2 separate regions of the Mus musculus genome follow, and region 2 is linked to region 1. A link is a contact called in public HiChIP or PLAC-seq data. All regions are on one chromosome and are shown on one strand. Each heading gives the region's core, a stretch centred on a gene start, on an enhancer-like site or on the middle of the called end of the contact. The rest is flanking DNA. Distances are from core to core; before and after follow the strand shown. Region 1 holds the start of Anxa11 (annexin A11). Region 2 holds the start of Il17rd (interleukin 17 receptor D).

The links. HiChIP or PLAC-seq counts read pairs in DNA pulled down with a chosen protein or histone mark.
Region 2: an H3K27ac HiChIP or PLAC-seq map of embryonic stem cells shows a contact between it and region 1, with 2.7 times the contacts expected there. The contact joins the promoter of Il17rd here to the promoter of Anxa11 in region 1. A contact is called at or near these places in 1 of 39 promoter capture datasets (embryonic stem cells) and 3 of 115 datasets of contacts at active chromatin or transcription factors (embryonic stem cells, stem cell-derived neural progenitor cells and stem cell-derived stembryo).

What each region holds. Positions count from the first base shown.
Region 1 is chr14:25,840,195-25,843,903 of GRCm38.p6, reverse strand. It overlaps Anxa11 (annexin A11), which reads right to left and starts at 1,749. Exons shown (of 15, transcript NM_013469.2): 1 at 1,609-1,749.
Region 2 is chr14:27,037,475-27,041,280 of GRCm38.p6, reverse strand. It overlaps Il17rd (interleukin 17 receptor D), which reads right to left and starts at 2,280. Exons shown (of 13, transcript NM_134437.3): 1 at 2,052-2,280. The coding sequence starts at 2,177.

The DNA.
Region 1 (3,709 bases), core at 500-2,999:
CAGGAAGCATAGACAATCAAATCTTTGAGTTCAAGGCCAACAGAGTCTATAGAGTGAGTTCCAGAACAGTCAGGGCGACACACAAAAAAACAAACAAGAAAGGTAAAACTAGATTAACCATAGGACAGGAAAGCTCTCTCCGTGGATAAGAGTGAATACTGCTCTTGATGAGGACCAGATTTCAGACTCAGGACGTTCACAACTTGTAACTTCAGCTCCAGCGGAACTGAATATACACACACTTAACTAAAAATAATATAAATGCTTTTTTAAAAATATTAACTTGCTGGCCGGTGGCACAAACCTTTAATCCCAGCACTCAGGAGGCAGAGGTCTGTATGAGTCTTGATATTGAAGTTTGGGACCAGACTGGTCTACAAAGCAAGTTCCAGGCCAGCCAATGCTAAATTGGTAGACCTTGTTTCAAAAGCAAGCAAACAAACAAACAACAACAACCCCCACCCCAAATTAACAAGACAACAAATTAACTCACACAATCCTCACAGTGAGTCTATGAAATAAGAATTATAATTACCCTCATTTTACAGTGCAGAAATTAATGAGGTATCAGGAAGGGATGGAGGAATCCGAAGTGGACACCTGTCTTAGAGCAACAGACTGTGTGGGTGAGCTCACCTTGCTTCCCCAGCTAGAGAATCCCGAGAACAGACAAAGCCTTGGGGGAACAGCCCTGTTAATCCTCCAGGAATTCCCAACAACTGACGGAAGCAAGAAAATAATGAAGGAGAATAATGGGAGCAGGCTGAGGGTGAGCAAGACACCTGGCCCTTCCCCGCAAGGATCTGGGTCCAAGTCTAGTCATCCTTTCGACAATGACACACACCGCCATCAACAAAGTTGAACAGCCCAACCCAGGGCCGCATTTGTAGCTTTCTTCCGCAATAAGGCAGCCTCGGGGCAAGGCAGCCTCGGAGCAAGCAGGGAGCAAGCTAGTTGAATCCTGTAAAGGGATCAGACAGGTAGGCTGACACTCTAGGTGTAGGGTCTGGGAAACCCAATCTCCAAGGACGCCCACTGATTAGCCGGCGGGGAGAAAAATCTCTAAAGAGAATGTGCCCAGCATGAGTTTAGCTATTCTCCCCCAGATTTGTTTGACACCTTGTACGCCTTTAGGAGACTGGCCTGAGCCCACGGGACGTCCGGGTTGCCAAGCTCAAGCAAGCGTTCTTGAAGACTCTGGAACGAGAAGCGGGGGCAGGGGCAGAGGGATCCTAGCTGGATACGCGGTAAGGAAGACAGGCAGGCAACACGGCATCTGGCACAATCGTGCATTCTCTGGACCGCTTAGGAGCCTGCCTTATATAAACCCAGGGTGGCAGGTCCAGGAACCCGCGCCCTGCAGTTCCGGAGCAAAGTTCCCAAAGACAGCTTTCTCGGCCCGCTGGGCTCCGCTCAAGCTTCTCCCGGAAGCGCACTGAGGTAAGACCTCAGTCACCCCCAAGTTCGCACACCCTGGGACCCTGCGGTCCCAGGCTCACCTGCCCTGACCCCGTTCAACTCCGGGCCTTGTCCTCGGGGGAACATTGCACCCCACGCCACGCGCGAATACCCCTCATGCGGAAGCCGCCCGCCGGGACCCTCACGCACCTGGCACCAGGGACCGGGACACTGAGCTCGGATAGCAACTCCTTCCTACTCCCGCTTTCCTGGATCCTAACCCGAGAGTGTCTGCGCACGGTCGAAGGAGGAGCCGGCAAGGCGGAAAACTCTCCGGGCGCGGCCGCGTTTGTCGCCCCGGGGCGGAGCCGCACGAGATGGGCGGAGCCTCTCTGGAGGGGCGGGGTGCGTGGGACCACGCCCACAGGTGAGGGTTGCGCTTCAGTGGTAGCTTTGTAGGAAGCCCCGAGCTTTCCGGAGCAAAGCCGCTCTAGACCTCAGGATGAGAGGACATTCTCGCGGGTGTTTATTTTCAGGAGTTTGACAGCGAAAAAAAACTTAAAACAGTCACTGTGTACGGCAGGAGGAAACTTCACAATGGAAAAAATTACCACCTCAACCAGTGACCAGGGCCAACATCAGCAGTGGTAATTTATATTGATCTTCTGTCGTGTGGTGTCTTCCTCCTGGAGACACATGACCCCATAGTAATCGTGCAGAAATATCAGACAAGCCCCAATTGAGGAACTCAGGACTGTCCAAAACTCTCAAGGTTGTCAAAACAAGAGGAGTCTGAGAAGCTGTCACATGGAGATATGAAAACTAAGTAATGTGACATCTTGGATGGGATCCTGGGAAAAGGACACTAAGTTAAAAAAAACAATGACATCTGGACCATATATAGATTTAATAACAATGCATCAATATTGGTACATCTATTGTAGCAAAAATACTAATATGTTAATAACAGGAGAAGACCCACGTTGGTTGTTTATTTAGAAAAAGGTAGTATAGTGAGTATGATTGTGTAACATTTAAAAATAAAAATTAAGTCTCTTACTCTCCCCAGCTCACATTTAGGCACCTCCTTCCAGATGTTCAACACACTTCTACGTTTGTGTTGCTTGCTGTGCTTAAGCAAATGTATTTGTTTATAAAACAGGATTGCAGTATTTTTTTTTCCCCTCACTTTATATTCGAGTGTCCTTTCAACTGACGCCCCAGGACCAACCAGGTTCTTCGGAAGACTGCACAGGATCTCCCCCCACCCCTTACGGATTCTTCACTATCTAGCTCCCACCTGGGGTACACTTCTTTCATGGCCCACTTTTGATTTGCAAACAAGCCATTTGTCATTTGCATTTTAGGAGCCCAGTGGACTGTAAGAGCCGGAAGAAGCCTGGTTGGCAGGTGTGGTCTGCTTGCTCCAGCAGATCGGAATGAGCTAGCCTGCCAGGCTACTGCCTCACAGCGGGAAACTCAGGCTTAAGGTTTCAGAGTGAATGAATAAATAAATAAATAAATAAATAAATAAATAAATAGCAGAGGAACATGATTACTCCTAGGTATGGTGAAGGAGAAGGTTTATTGTAGAGAAAAAAGAGACATAGTCAAAGGCAGACACATCTGGGAGAATCCAGAATGGTCATGACCCAGAGCCTTGTGAGGAGAGTGGGGAGGGGAAAGGAGATGGGTGAGAGAGGAGAACCAGGTACAGCAGCTAGAAGCTAAAGGTACAAAATAAAGGGGGAGGGGTAACTAAAATCATTATATTATGTAGAGAAAAGCAGCCCTGTACCGTGGCCTGCAGAGTTGTGGGTAGAAGGCAGGTTATGCCAGCCACAGGCTGTAAGGTAAGGCAGGGTATGCCAGCCACAGGCTGTAAGGTAAGGCAGGGTATGCCAGCCACAGGCTGTAAGGTAAGGACTGAGGAATTCTGAGGGTCCAGGGTTTGAAACCTAACACAAAACATCACATAGAAAACCTCCAGGCTGGAGAGATGGCTCAGAGGTTAAGAGCACTGTCTGCTCTTCCAGAGGTCATGAGTTCAATTCCCAGCAACCACATGGTGGCTCACAAGCATTTGTAATGAGGACTAGTGCCCTCTCCTGACTTGTAGGCAGGCAGAACATTTAATAAATAGATAAATAAATCTTAAAAAAAAAAAGAAAGAAAACCAAAAGGGGATGGGGGAACACTTAATAAATAAATAAATAAATCTTTAAAAGAAAGAAAACCAAAAGGGGATGGGGGCAGGCATGGGGGCAGGCAGAAGGGCAGAAAGAACAGGGGGACATGGTGGGGACATGGG
Region 2 (3,806 bases), core at 1,031-3,530, 1.2 Mb before region 1:
CAAATCATTTAATATAGGATTTTACACAAAGATTACAGAGTTTACATGTCCTCCACCAAGATTTACTGGGCTTCTTGGCTTTGGGGCCACCAAGGAAAGAAAACACATAAAACTGGTGCGCACCAGCGAAAGGGACCTGAGTGTAAAACGCAGGGCACGGCATTCTGGGAGGGTTTCCCTAAAGAGGCATCCCGTGGGCTGGATGTGAAGCCAAGCAGAGAGCTCCCAAGGCAGAAGAGAATCAAGCATACCCTGGCAGTGTGAAAGCAATCAGAAGCTAAGTAACACGGAGGGAGGGAGGGAGGGAGGGAGGGAGGGAGGGAGGGAGGGAGGGAGGGAGGGAGGGAGGGAGGGACAGAAAAGATGGGTGTGAAGGAGGTGGGTAAGCTGGGCCTACTCTCACAGGTGGGTACCAAGCAGGCAATTACAGAAGGAGCCAGGCCGCGGGAAAGTGCCTGGAATCCGGGACAAGGCCCAGAAGCTCCCAGGCTCATCCAGGAAAGGGGACGAGGACTCAAGGAAAGGGCTGTAGACAGTCCCAAGAGGACAAGAATGTCAATAACCCTGATGAACCACATCAAGGGGGGGGGGGGATGTCACATCGAGCGATACATTCCTAACGAACACAAACACCGCTGCGGCTCCTTCAGAGACCACTTAGACCCAGTGTTATAACTTTACAAGTGGCATGTACTCTAGGCTATTACAGGAAGGCAGCAACAGCCGATACCAGTCCAGATCTGAACTCTTCTAAAAACTGATAGGTCAACGTTGAGATTACCGTAAAAGAAATCTGGAATGTGTTAAAACTAACAGTGATGTTTTACTGCAATGGAACACAGTAAGAAATGGTGAGGTTTTACTTAAACGGGAAGAAGTAACGGCGTTCACGAAACGTGAAAGAACCATAGCTGCCTGGCTCATACCTGGTTTTCTGAACCGGGATTCCCTCTAAGAGAGAAGCAAGTGAGCCAAGTATCCCTAAGAGGTGTCGCGTCCTGGGTCTTGTCTGTACTGAGACTGAACAGACTTTTCCATCGAAAAACGTAAGTCACCGTCGGTCTAAGTAAACTGCCCCAGTGTATCCCCTGCGCCCTGGGGAAATCAGTAACAACACGCCCACCCCCACCCCCTCTTCCTTCTTTCTAGGTGAGGAAAACAAGCTCCTGGTTGCTGGAGTGCAAAGCCTGTGTTCTCACAATAGGGTTCAAGGTGTGTGTGGACTGACTCGCAGCACCCTTGTCTCTGTGGGAGGTTCAAAGTCCGCAAACCAGAGGACCGCACTATCTAGACAGCATCAAAAGAACACTCAGCTCTGGGAAGAAGGCTTTCAAGTTCCCAAAGAAAGTCTGGAAGCCACCATGGTCTCAGGTCTGGGACACCTGGCGGAGCAAACTTTCGCTGCCCTTTGACCACAAAAACATCCTCAACTCAAGCTGGGTCGTGGGGGTAGGGAGTAGGGTAGGGGACCATTAGCTAGACGAAAGGCTGTTTCTCAAAAAGTTCGGAATCGGCGATTGGGTAAAAGTTAGGTGACGGCGATGCCTAAAAGAAACAAAGCAACTGCGAGAAAGGGGGGGCATCCTTCCCTAGCACTCCAGACACCCTTCCCTGGCTGCCCTGGGCCCTCGCAGAGCTGTGGACTGGAGGTCCAGGGCACGAACCCCACACCGGCTCCGAAGTGCACCGGTCCTGCGCACTGCCCGGAAGATCCCAATCCCCCGGGCAGAGGGCCGGGAACAAAGGGTGGGGCGCACGGCCCCCGCCTCTCCGCCCAGCCACCCGCCCTCAGGAGTCGGACCCCAGCCAGCGGCCGCGCCTCATTAACAACACAAAGCCAGGGGTCGGCGGCCCCTTTCATCCTGTCCGGGACCTGCAGACGCGCGCCCGGGGATCCAGACGCAGGATGAGCGGCTAGAAAAGCTGAGAACCCCGTTGCTCGCGGATCCGGCGTCCAGCGATCCCCGCGGTCCCCGCTCGCCTGCGCGCGAACACCTGTGCGCGCGGCGCGCCCCCAGGTAACCTGGAACCCGGAGAAGCCTTCGCCTTACCCTCCAGCCACAGGTGTCCGCGCCCCTCGCGCGGCCGGAGCCGCCCGCGGCCACTGCCAGCTGCGAGCCGTTGAGACAGGCGTTGACAGTGAAGAAGAAGGAGCAGAGCTGCAGCCACGGGGCCATGGCCGTACGCTCGCCCAGTTGGGCCGGTCTCCGCTAGGTTGCTGCCTGTAGCTCGCTCTCTAGTCCCGAGTGGGCGGCGGCGGTAGCGGCGGCGGCCGAGGCTGGCAGCCCTCACCGGGCATGCGCTGCCGGGCTTCGCCCCTCCTCTTTCCTCCAGGTTCCGCCCTCAATCTCAGCTTTCCGTCCTGGTTCTGATCCTGTAGCCCGGCCCTTCGGTCTTGGCCCCGCCCCAATGCACAGGAGACTCTGGCTTCCACCGGAGATTGACACAGCAGGAGGTTCAGCACTAAGGGATTTTTTTTTTTTTTTTAATCCAAAGGATTTGTCCAAATGACTTCTCCATGCAAAAACTTGGGGCGAATCAAAGAATATAATAATAGTAATTTTAAAATTAATGATTTAATAAGTACTTGCTTTTCAAATGTCAAGTTCCTTCTTGCACCCTACCAATGAAATGACAAGGAAATGTCATAATAAAGCCTCTAGGGAAATCCTGTCTCTACATTTACTCCTGGGACCCAGGACAAATTATTTGCTTCCTCCAAAGTGCTGTTCCCAGTAAGACGAAATGAAGAACAAGACTCTTCATCCAGGGAGAGTTCTGTTAACATGTAGGAAGCAATCAATAAAGGCTACAACCACGAACTGACTTTCATAAGGTCACATAGCCTTGCTGGATGGACAAATCGACAGTTATGAAAAAAAAGATAAAGATTGAGTCAAGACGGGCGGTGGTGGTGCGCACCTTTAATCCCAGCACTCGGAAGGCAGAGGCAGGTGGATTTCTGAGTTAGAGGCCAGCCTGGTCTACAGAGTGAGTTCCAGGACAGCCAGGGCTACACAGAGAAACCCTGTCTCAAAAAAAAAAAAAAAAAAAAAGAGTTGCCTTGGCCATGGTGTCTCTTCACAGCAATGGAAAACCCTAAGACAGCCACAGTGGGTAGGCACCTGTCCTCATCGTGGGGTCACGAGGTCCACAGAAGACTGCCCTTCCAGATGAGCTTTCTCTGAGTAGATGCAAGAAGCACACTGCTCCTTGCAAGAATCTGCAAGTCAGAGCTTTTCTCCCACGCTCCTTTAAACTCTAGGCATTCAAAGTCCCCTTAGCAAAGGCTGTCCAGGCTCAGAGCTGCCACAGACTGAGATATTGTCAGGATGGATGACCTAGCTTTTGGTGAAAAACTAAGACAACCATGAGGTTATTGGCTCCTTAATCTACATGCACTCCTGCCTTGATGTGTTCCATAACTTACTAATCAATCCAGGCCCAGTGTTTTTGTTATAATCAGTGATTTTAAAATACCCCCACACGTTTATCTCCCTCTCTCTCTAAATTTTATTTTATTGTTTTATGTTTTATGTGAGCATTCTATCTGCATGAACACCTGCAGGCCAGAAGAGGGCATCTGATTCCCATTATAGATGGTTGTGAGCCATAATGTGGTTGTTATGAATTGAACACAGGTTTTAATGACTAGAATCCAAGAATCATTTTTTAAAAAAAGGAAAAACCTCAAACCCTACTAAAGTTCTAAATAAAACTAAACTTAGTAATAGATGTGTGTGTGTGTGATTTTTTTTTTTTTTCAGTACTGGGGATCAAACTAAGGCCCCTCTGTGTGCAGGGCA